Linked DNA regions of Mus musculus: region 1 is linked to region 2. Evidence: chromatin contacts called from public Hi-C data. All regions are on one chromosome and are shown on one strand. The core of a region is the stretch at or near the end of the contact, and the rest is flanking DNA. Distances in the headings are between cores, read along the strand shown.

Region 1 (3,897 bases), core at 671-3,170, 300 kb after region 2:
CATTCTTATTTGGTTTGCAATTAGCTGTGGCCCTGCCTTTTCCTTCGGTCAACCTAGCACGAACAAAAGCAACACACAGTTCTTGGTAGAGATTTCTGAGATGTGTTTAGCTGTTTTCTCAAACTGGATGGTCATGGCACACACTGGAGCACTGGATCTGGTCCTTGGCTGACTAAATATGCAGCGAGGCCCTGTGTTACCCGCCCTGGACATAAAACGAAAGAGAGAAACAAACCTTTCCTCATTTAAGCCACTGATACGTGGTTTTTCTAAAACTCCTAATTATATGGCTTCTCCTGCATGCTCTAGTATCCATCTACATCTATGCTACAAGTACAATGTATTTTAAAATCATGCCGCAGGGGTCTGGAGAGTTGGCTCAGCAGTTAAGAGAACTTGCTGCTTTTATAGAGGACCTGAGTTTGATTCCCAACTCGTGTCAGGAAGCTCACAACCACTTGTAACCCCCTCTCCAGTGGCTCTCTAACCTTCACAGGTCCCCACACTCACATACAGAAACCCACACAGACACAGATACACATACATATAATTCAAAATAAAATAAAAAGCATGGTGTGGTGATGGTGGCCCATGCCTTTAACCCCAGCAGGTGGGAGGCAAAGTCAGGCAGATCTCTAAGTTTGATGCCAGCATGGTTTACACAGTGAATTCCACAACAGCCAAGGCTACATGGAGAAACATTCTCTCAAAACAAAAAAACAAACAAAAAAAATCAACCTATCAATCTATCAATAAAGCACCTAATTGAGGTAAATGAAAAGGGAATTCTTGGAAGAGAAGTTTAGGGAAATGCATATATTTTTAAGATGGGCAGTGAGACCGAAAGTACTGCTGTACCCACAGAGACTGCTAGATCTGAATAATGGTTAACAATCAGATCTCTGAGTTCCAGGACAGCCAGGGCTATACAGAGAAACCCTGTCTTGAAAAACCAAAAATCAAAAAACCAAAAAGAAAAAAAGAAAAAAAAAAGGATGGTGATGGTTTTAGGTGATGGAAAAATACTAATCTCTGATCATTACAATGCAAACTAGCATCAGGGAGAACCCATCCCTTGCTTGGATTTCTAGGAGCCTGTATTTTAAATGAAGGCAAAGGAGAGCCCTAGCATTCAGATTATCCTAGACACGTTACCTATGAAACTATTTGCTTGTCTTGATGGCGGAGGACCCTATGAGTCACGAGCGTAGACATATGATCTTTAAACGTCTGAATTTGGACGTAAGCAAAGAGAAACAGAGCCACAGGCAGACAAAGATAAGAGCTTCCTGGTTCCCTGTCCCTTCTTATCTCCGTCAATGTCAGCGTTAGCTGCGAGGCTCAATGAAGAGCCTCCATCTCCAGATCTTTCCTTTGACCACTTTCATCTGCGCCTTACAGTGCTGGGGAGAACACCCTAGACGTGCTGTGGAGTGAAAGGAGCAGGTGACACAGGTGGAGGGAAGAAGCAGCCAAACAATGAAGCCTTTGAAGGGAGCCAGTTTCCTAACAGCAACTAGGGCTAATTAGTACCTGTGCGGGCAGTCACCTCAACTCTCGTTTTAAAACACCCATTCCTCTTTCTTCACCTGCTAGAGAGAAATTCTGAGGACAGCGGCTTGCCGCCCTCCAACCCAGACAGGTCAAACTTCTTTGTCCTTCCTGAGTGCACTGTGAAGAAAGCCGCGACACAAAGGGAATGTTTTTGTTGGCAGTCAGTTCAGAGCATGTTGACATCTCTGTTTTTAACAACCCTCTGGTCAGCCTGGGCGTAGTCACTCTTTTGAAAGTCGAGTCTTGAGGAAGTAGGTCACGAGAGCCAGTGTTTGGCTCCCCTGAGCGTGACTGAACCCAGGCGTTCACTACTTGTGTGTGGCTTTAGAATGGGTGTCTTGCTGACACCGAGTGCCACCTGCTGATTCACCAACCTGCATGGCTAGTTACTCCAGCTGACCAGCAAGGCTGGACTGTTTCCTCAGAGCAGGGCACGCTGGGCAAACAAACAACTCGTTGCTGACCAAAGCATAAAAAATTACATGGCAGAAGGACTAGGGTTGACAGAAGTAACCCAAGAGGGCCTCAATACACTGGTGTGAAGGGATTAGACATGGGACGGAGACAAGAGATGTGAGGAAGGCTGAGGCAACAGACCAAAGGCTGAGTGGGGAAGTGAGCAGGGGTTTCCCATTCTGAGGCAGGGGCTTACTTGCCAGTGTCCCTGAAACCCATCTTCTTTTCTTCTTCGTCACACGCAGGCCCCAGTTTTCAGGTTCCTTTATAATCTGGGGTAGCCACGAGACTGGATCTGACTAATGGAGCAGAAGCGAAGCAATAATGTGTGCTACTTTCAGGCCTGACCCATAAAAAACACCTGCTCATAACCCTGTCTCCCCTCCTACTTGCCAGGTGGTAACACTAGAATCCAAGCATCTATGCTAGGCAGCCAGGCTCTGCAAGATGCTGAGCCATCTTCCCTCTTTCTTGCCTCTGGGTACTGCTGACTTGAAGCTGTTCGATCCCAGGACTTAAGAAGGAAACGCGTTGTCTGTTCCCTGGGTCCCTGATCTCTCATTACAGCAGGTCTGCCCCCGTTCATATTTTTGGTCATATCAATAATATTATCAGACTCACACACCGTAGAAGTGATTTACTCTGAAGTAAATTGCTCTAGCTCCCCTCTGACAAGGAATATAGGAGACTTGTTTTCTCCTCCAGCTTCTCTCTCTCTCCCAGTGCCTGCACTGCTCTGCGCATGCGCACCAGCCACACCGCCCTCTCACATTGCCTCCATTGTATACCTTGCTCTTAGCTCCCAAGGCATCTTCCCTAAATATCTACCACTGTGTCTTCCCTCCCCAGCCCTCCCTCCAGAGCTATAACCATTTCAGCCTTTCTCATTCTTGAGATTTCAGCTTAGGAGGTTTTCATATATTTTGTGACTCCTTTGCTTTTTCTGTCCCTTCTACCCAGATGTTATATACATGGGTATGTTAAGTGACTATCTGCTTTGAAACGGACTTTTATTATTAAAGGAAAAACAAGGTGAAGTTCTGCCCTTTGACTGGTATTTGTATTTAACCTGGAATGGCTCCTCTGTCCAGTTTCCTGGGTGTGCTCATGTGTGCATACGAAGGATCATTTTCCCCCCTGAGAGATGCTTGGAAAAAAAATAAAAAAGGTTGATGCAAATGAGAAGATCGAATATATATAAGAAATGGGGACCTTTGAAGTCCTTTTAGCAAAAGACAGGTCAACCTCAGAGTGCGAGCTTAGATGTTACTCTGAAGAACAGTAGGTTTCAGTGGAATGTAGGCCAGCGAGAGGAGAGGGAGAGGAGAGGAGAGGAGAGGAGAGGAGAGGAGAGGAGAGGAGGCCAAGAACTCACGGATTACTCAATATCTAAACGCAGGAAGGCAAAGAAAGGCTAGAGAAAGCAAAGGAGACTCTACCCTTATTACATTTTAAAAGTATTATTGAGACATTGTAAGTTACCAGGTGGCACACGCCTTTAATCCCAGCACTCGGGAGACAGAGGCAGGCGGATTTCTGAGTTCGAGGCCAGCCTGGTCTACAAAGTGAGTTCCAGAACAGCCAGGGCTATACAGAGAAACCCTGTCTCTAAAAACAAAACAAAACAAAACAAAACAAAACAAAAAAAAACCACAAAAAAAATTCTCAATAATGCATTTCTCACTTATTGTGTATTATAACAGTAAATCGATTCATTACTAGATAATCTTTTAAAAAGTTGTGCCTTTATCCTAGAGAAATCTGGAGACAGACATTCATCCTGAGGTATGCACAAGGGAGAAAGCTCTTGAGGGAGCTGTGGGAAAAGTCTCCACCAAAACAGGCTGGACACACTTGATGTCATAGAAAAAACAAGAAATCCCAGGG
Region 2 (3,721 bases), core at 838-3,337:
CCAGCCTAGGCTGCTATTTCTCACCTGGGATGGAGTGTGCACGCGGGGGGCGGGGGTGGCATAGAGAGAGAATAAGAATGAATATCGTGGGCAGGGGAAGCAATAAGTAATAGAGCAACAAGCAGAGCGGTGTGTTCAAGTTTCTCTCCCATAAATTAATAATAATGAAAGTTCATGAACCAGACCATCTGTCTGACCCTGGACTAGGCACTTGACATGAATTATTTTGTTTAGTTGTGAGTCATTGAGAGTTTATGAGGAAACTGGCGTTTAGAGAATGTATTGAGTCTCCAGAAACATAGAAGCAATAGGATTTAGTCATAGGATTTAACCCTCCCCTTCTCTGTCCTTTCTCCTCCCCACTCAATTCCTCATCCCTCTCTCTACCTCTCTTCTTCTCTTCCTATCTCTCTTCTCTCTTCTTTCTCCCCTCTTTTCACTCTCTAAGTGATTGACACATAACTGGGAGCTGGCAAACATGAAATCTACAGGCCTGGCCCCTGCTGTGTTAGCCTTAAGATCTAGATGTGAGTTCATGTTGAGGCTAGAGTCCTAAAGGTAGCCTGGAGGCAGTCTTTTGCTCTTAGGGCTTTCCTTCAACTGATTGATGAGACCTACCGCATGAGAGAGGGTGATGCGTTTCATTCAAGACTGTTAACTTAAAGTGTTGGTTATATCAATATATAAAAAATAATCCCTTTACAGAATATCAAGACTGGTGGGGTTTTTTTGTTATTGTTGGGTTTTGTTTGTTTGTTTGTTTGTTTGTTTTAGCAAATATCTTTGTCCTGTAGCTTAGCTACATTGACATAGTAAATTTACTGTCACAGAGAATCAAAAGCCACATCACTCAGAGACAAGATCTGCACTTTGATGGCCCTACATCATGCTGGTTGCCAAGGCTGTGTGCAAATGGGCCAGCCTTCCAGCTCGTAGGTGCTCAGGAGCGAAATGCTCAGTTTCTCCTTTGCCTGCCTCCCAAGAGAGCCATTGAGTCTCAGATAGTAAATGCACATTAAATATCTTAGTAGGATGCCAGTTAATGGCAGTAACTTTAACATTTAGACAATTTTTCACTCTTAACTTTGTTTAAAACAATACCTTTGTCCTGTCTGTGGGTCCATACCTTTCATGAAGTTTATACTTAGAAAATGATAGGGCAGGGATTAGTTTCTTGTGGATCTTTAGCGTTTGACACTAGCTTGTTGTCGCAGGACAGATTTATTAGATCATTTCCTAAATGGATTCCTTGGTCAACACATGAGGTGGTACCCACAGGAGTGATTCCTGACAGTGTTTACTATGGGTGGTGATACCCAGATTAAGGAACAAGTGGGGACTTTTAGAAAAAGGTGACTTCTGGCTGGTTCATGCAGGTATGAGCTGCTAGTCTGGGCGGGTAGAGGTACAAGTGGGAAGTAGATGGCTCAGTGGGAATGATAGGCCTTGAGGACACTTGCTTTCTGTTTGGGGAGCAAATCATATGTATGTACGTAAATACGTACATACATACATACGTACGTACGTACAGGGCAAGGGGAACAAGCATCTGCATGATTAAATGTTTTATTGGCCAGTCCTTCAGTTGTAATGCAGAGCCACGGAAGGAGAGAGAGAGAGAGAGAGAGAGAGAGAGAGAGAGAGAGAGAGAGAGAGAGAGAGAGAGAAGTAGATTTTGGGCAGGATGCTCAGTTTTCTCCATTTTTCTGAAGGACATCTAGAATGTTCTTTGCTCAAGTAAAGCACCTGAATGATCGCTATTGTAAGCTGCCTTAGAGCGAGAGCTGCATTCTGTGACCTTCATCTTATTCCCCAGTCCTCAAAGCACTGTCTCTGATACAGGGGTAGCTCCTTGGTAAGCTGAAAATAATTTATCCCCTGCCCCTTGGTCACTCTAGAAAACAAGTCTGACTCATATTAGATTCTGAAGCTTCCTTATTGAAGATACTTCAATGTTTTGTTCTTGTCTTGTACGAGGTATTAAGCAGAGAATGTAAAACATGTCCTACAAGCCCTTTCCTTCTGGGCTGATGGCCAGCCAGTCATTCTGGTTGCACCACGTGATTTGTTGACGACTGTTGTCCCTTCTGGTTGGCCGGATCTGCACCTGTCTAAATTGCTGAATGTTCAGAACTTTACCATTCTTCTATGACCTGGTTCTTAGCTGCCTCTCCAACTCATCTCTGGCTCACCACCTCTGTAATCATACTGTGACTTTCTCTGTTCCTTTGCTTCTGTTATGCTTCATGAAATCTTGGACCATGCTCATTCTTATGTCTCTACCTGGGAGTCTTCCCAGTGTCTCCCCACTTGGAATTTCATTTTCTCTTTCTTCCTCTGCTAATTCTCTGTTGTAACCTCACATCCACCGGTGGCTTGCTTGACTTCAGACCTCCAGATGCATTTATATATCCCTCTCATATACTCACAGGCATGTCAGAGCTTCCTTTTAAGCTTTACTCACCACTTTGGTAAAATAATTATTTGTGTGATGGTTTATGACAGACTGCATGACGACAAGAAACTTACAGCACTACTGCTTGCTTCTCAGAAGAATCCTGATAAATATTTCGTAGAGCAAGGGCATAAGGAAAAGTATGGACCAAGGCAATGAGAATAATCAGAATTTTTCCTCTCCAACTATTCAGACTCTATAAAAAAAACTCTTGTTGAATAACATCTATGATTCAAATGTTTGCCTACTAATTTTCACTATCTTTAAAACAAGGTTCTGAGATTCCTTGGTGTTATTGCAGGTAGACAGATTTATTTGAGTCCAAATTGGTGCCCTCTCCTCTCCTTTATTCCTTACCCCCACCGCCCAGCATCATGCTTGACTCTTCGTTTGTTTGTTTGTTTGTTTGTTTGTTTGTTTGTTTTTGTCAGTCTCTTGACCACAGCTCTGGTCTCTGGAATCCTGGCCACACAATAGTTAAGCTTTTTTCATGTACACCAATTCCCTAAGATCTAACTTTGAAACAGCAATGAAAGTTAAAGCTGCTGCATTTCCTTTAGATTTTATAGCCTGATTTGCTTTAGATCCTAGGAGTTGATCATGTGCTAATTTGTCTGACTGTTTTGTTTGCCTAGATCAATTAAACTTTCCTGTATTTTTTTTTTGAAGTGAAAATATTTTCCCACATGAAAGAGTCATTTGGGGTGGTGTAACAAAACAGAGTTGGCCATGCACATCCTGAACGCTGTTGCCAAAATTTGGTTTTAATTAGCTTTATGACCCATCAAATAGCCATTTCCATGAATGAACCCTTTGCCATATATCCCTACCAGTTCATTCAACATTAATAGGAAAACCTCTGTATTAAAACTTACAACATACCTCTGCAGTCTCAACCAAAATGCCCCAAGCCAAACAGCACATAGTGTATTTGTTTTTCAGAAGGGAAAGCATATTTTTCTTTTACAGAATGTTGATGTGCAGTAGATGTTAAATACTGTATTCATTTTCTAAGGCTCTTCTTAAATTGAAATGATTTATTAAGGCAAATTATTCTGAGCAGATTTTTGTGTAGCTATATAGGCATAAAGGATGATGGTGAACCAGAAAAAAAAAAAAAAACCAAAACGATCTTTTTCAGAGTATGACAAAGAATTTAATATTTAAAAAAGTAAGAAGATAGAAGTATCAATGGTGTAATTTGGCTGAGGTTAAAGTTGACAGTAGATGGGCAGGGACCACAGACTGTTAAGGAGACTGCAGCAC

The links. A called contact is a pair of places that touch in the nucleus more often than the background predicts.
Region 1: a contact with region 2 is called in a Hi-C map of uterus, with 5 times the contacts expected there. The contact joins two enhancer-like sites. A contact is called at or near these places in 6 of 39 promoter capture datasets (cranial neural crest, embryonic stem cells, liver and 2 more) and 2 of 484 Hi-C or Micro-C datasets (CD8 T cells and uterus).

Annotation. Positions count from the first base shown.
Region 1 is chr10:45,047,026-45,050,922 of GRCm38.p6, forward strand. No RefSeq gene overlaps it. Among named protein-coding and RNA genes, the nearest start is that of Prep, 18 kb to the right of the region's middle. Within about 2 kb of position 1,921, at least 85 of the 459 cell types and tissues checked have an H3K27ac peak or open chromatin away from gene starts, as enhancers often do. A contact at or near this core is called in uterus, where this site is marked.
Region 2 is chr10:44,747,359-44,751,079 of GRCm38.p6, forward strand. No RefSeq gene overlaps it. Among named protein-coding and RNA genes, the nearest start is that of 4930431F10Rik, 10 kb to the left of the region's middle. Within about 2 kb of position 2,088, at least 5 of the 459 cell types and tissues checked have an H3K27ac peak or open chromatin away from gene starts, as enhancers often do. A contact at or near this core is called in uterus, where this site is marked.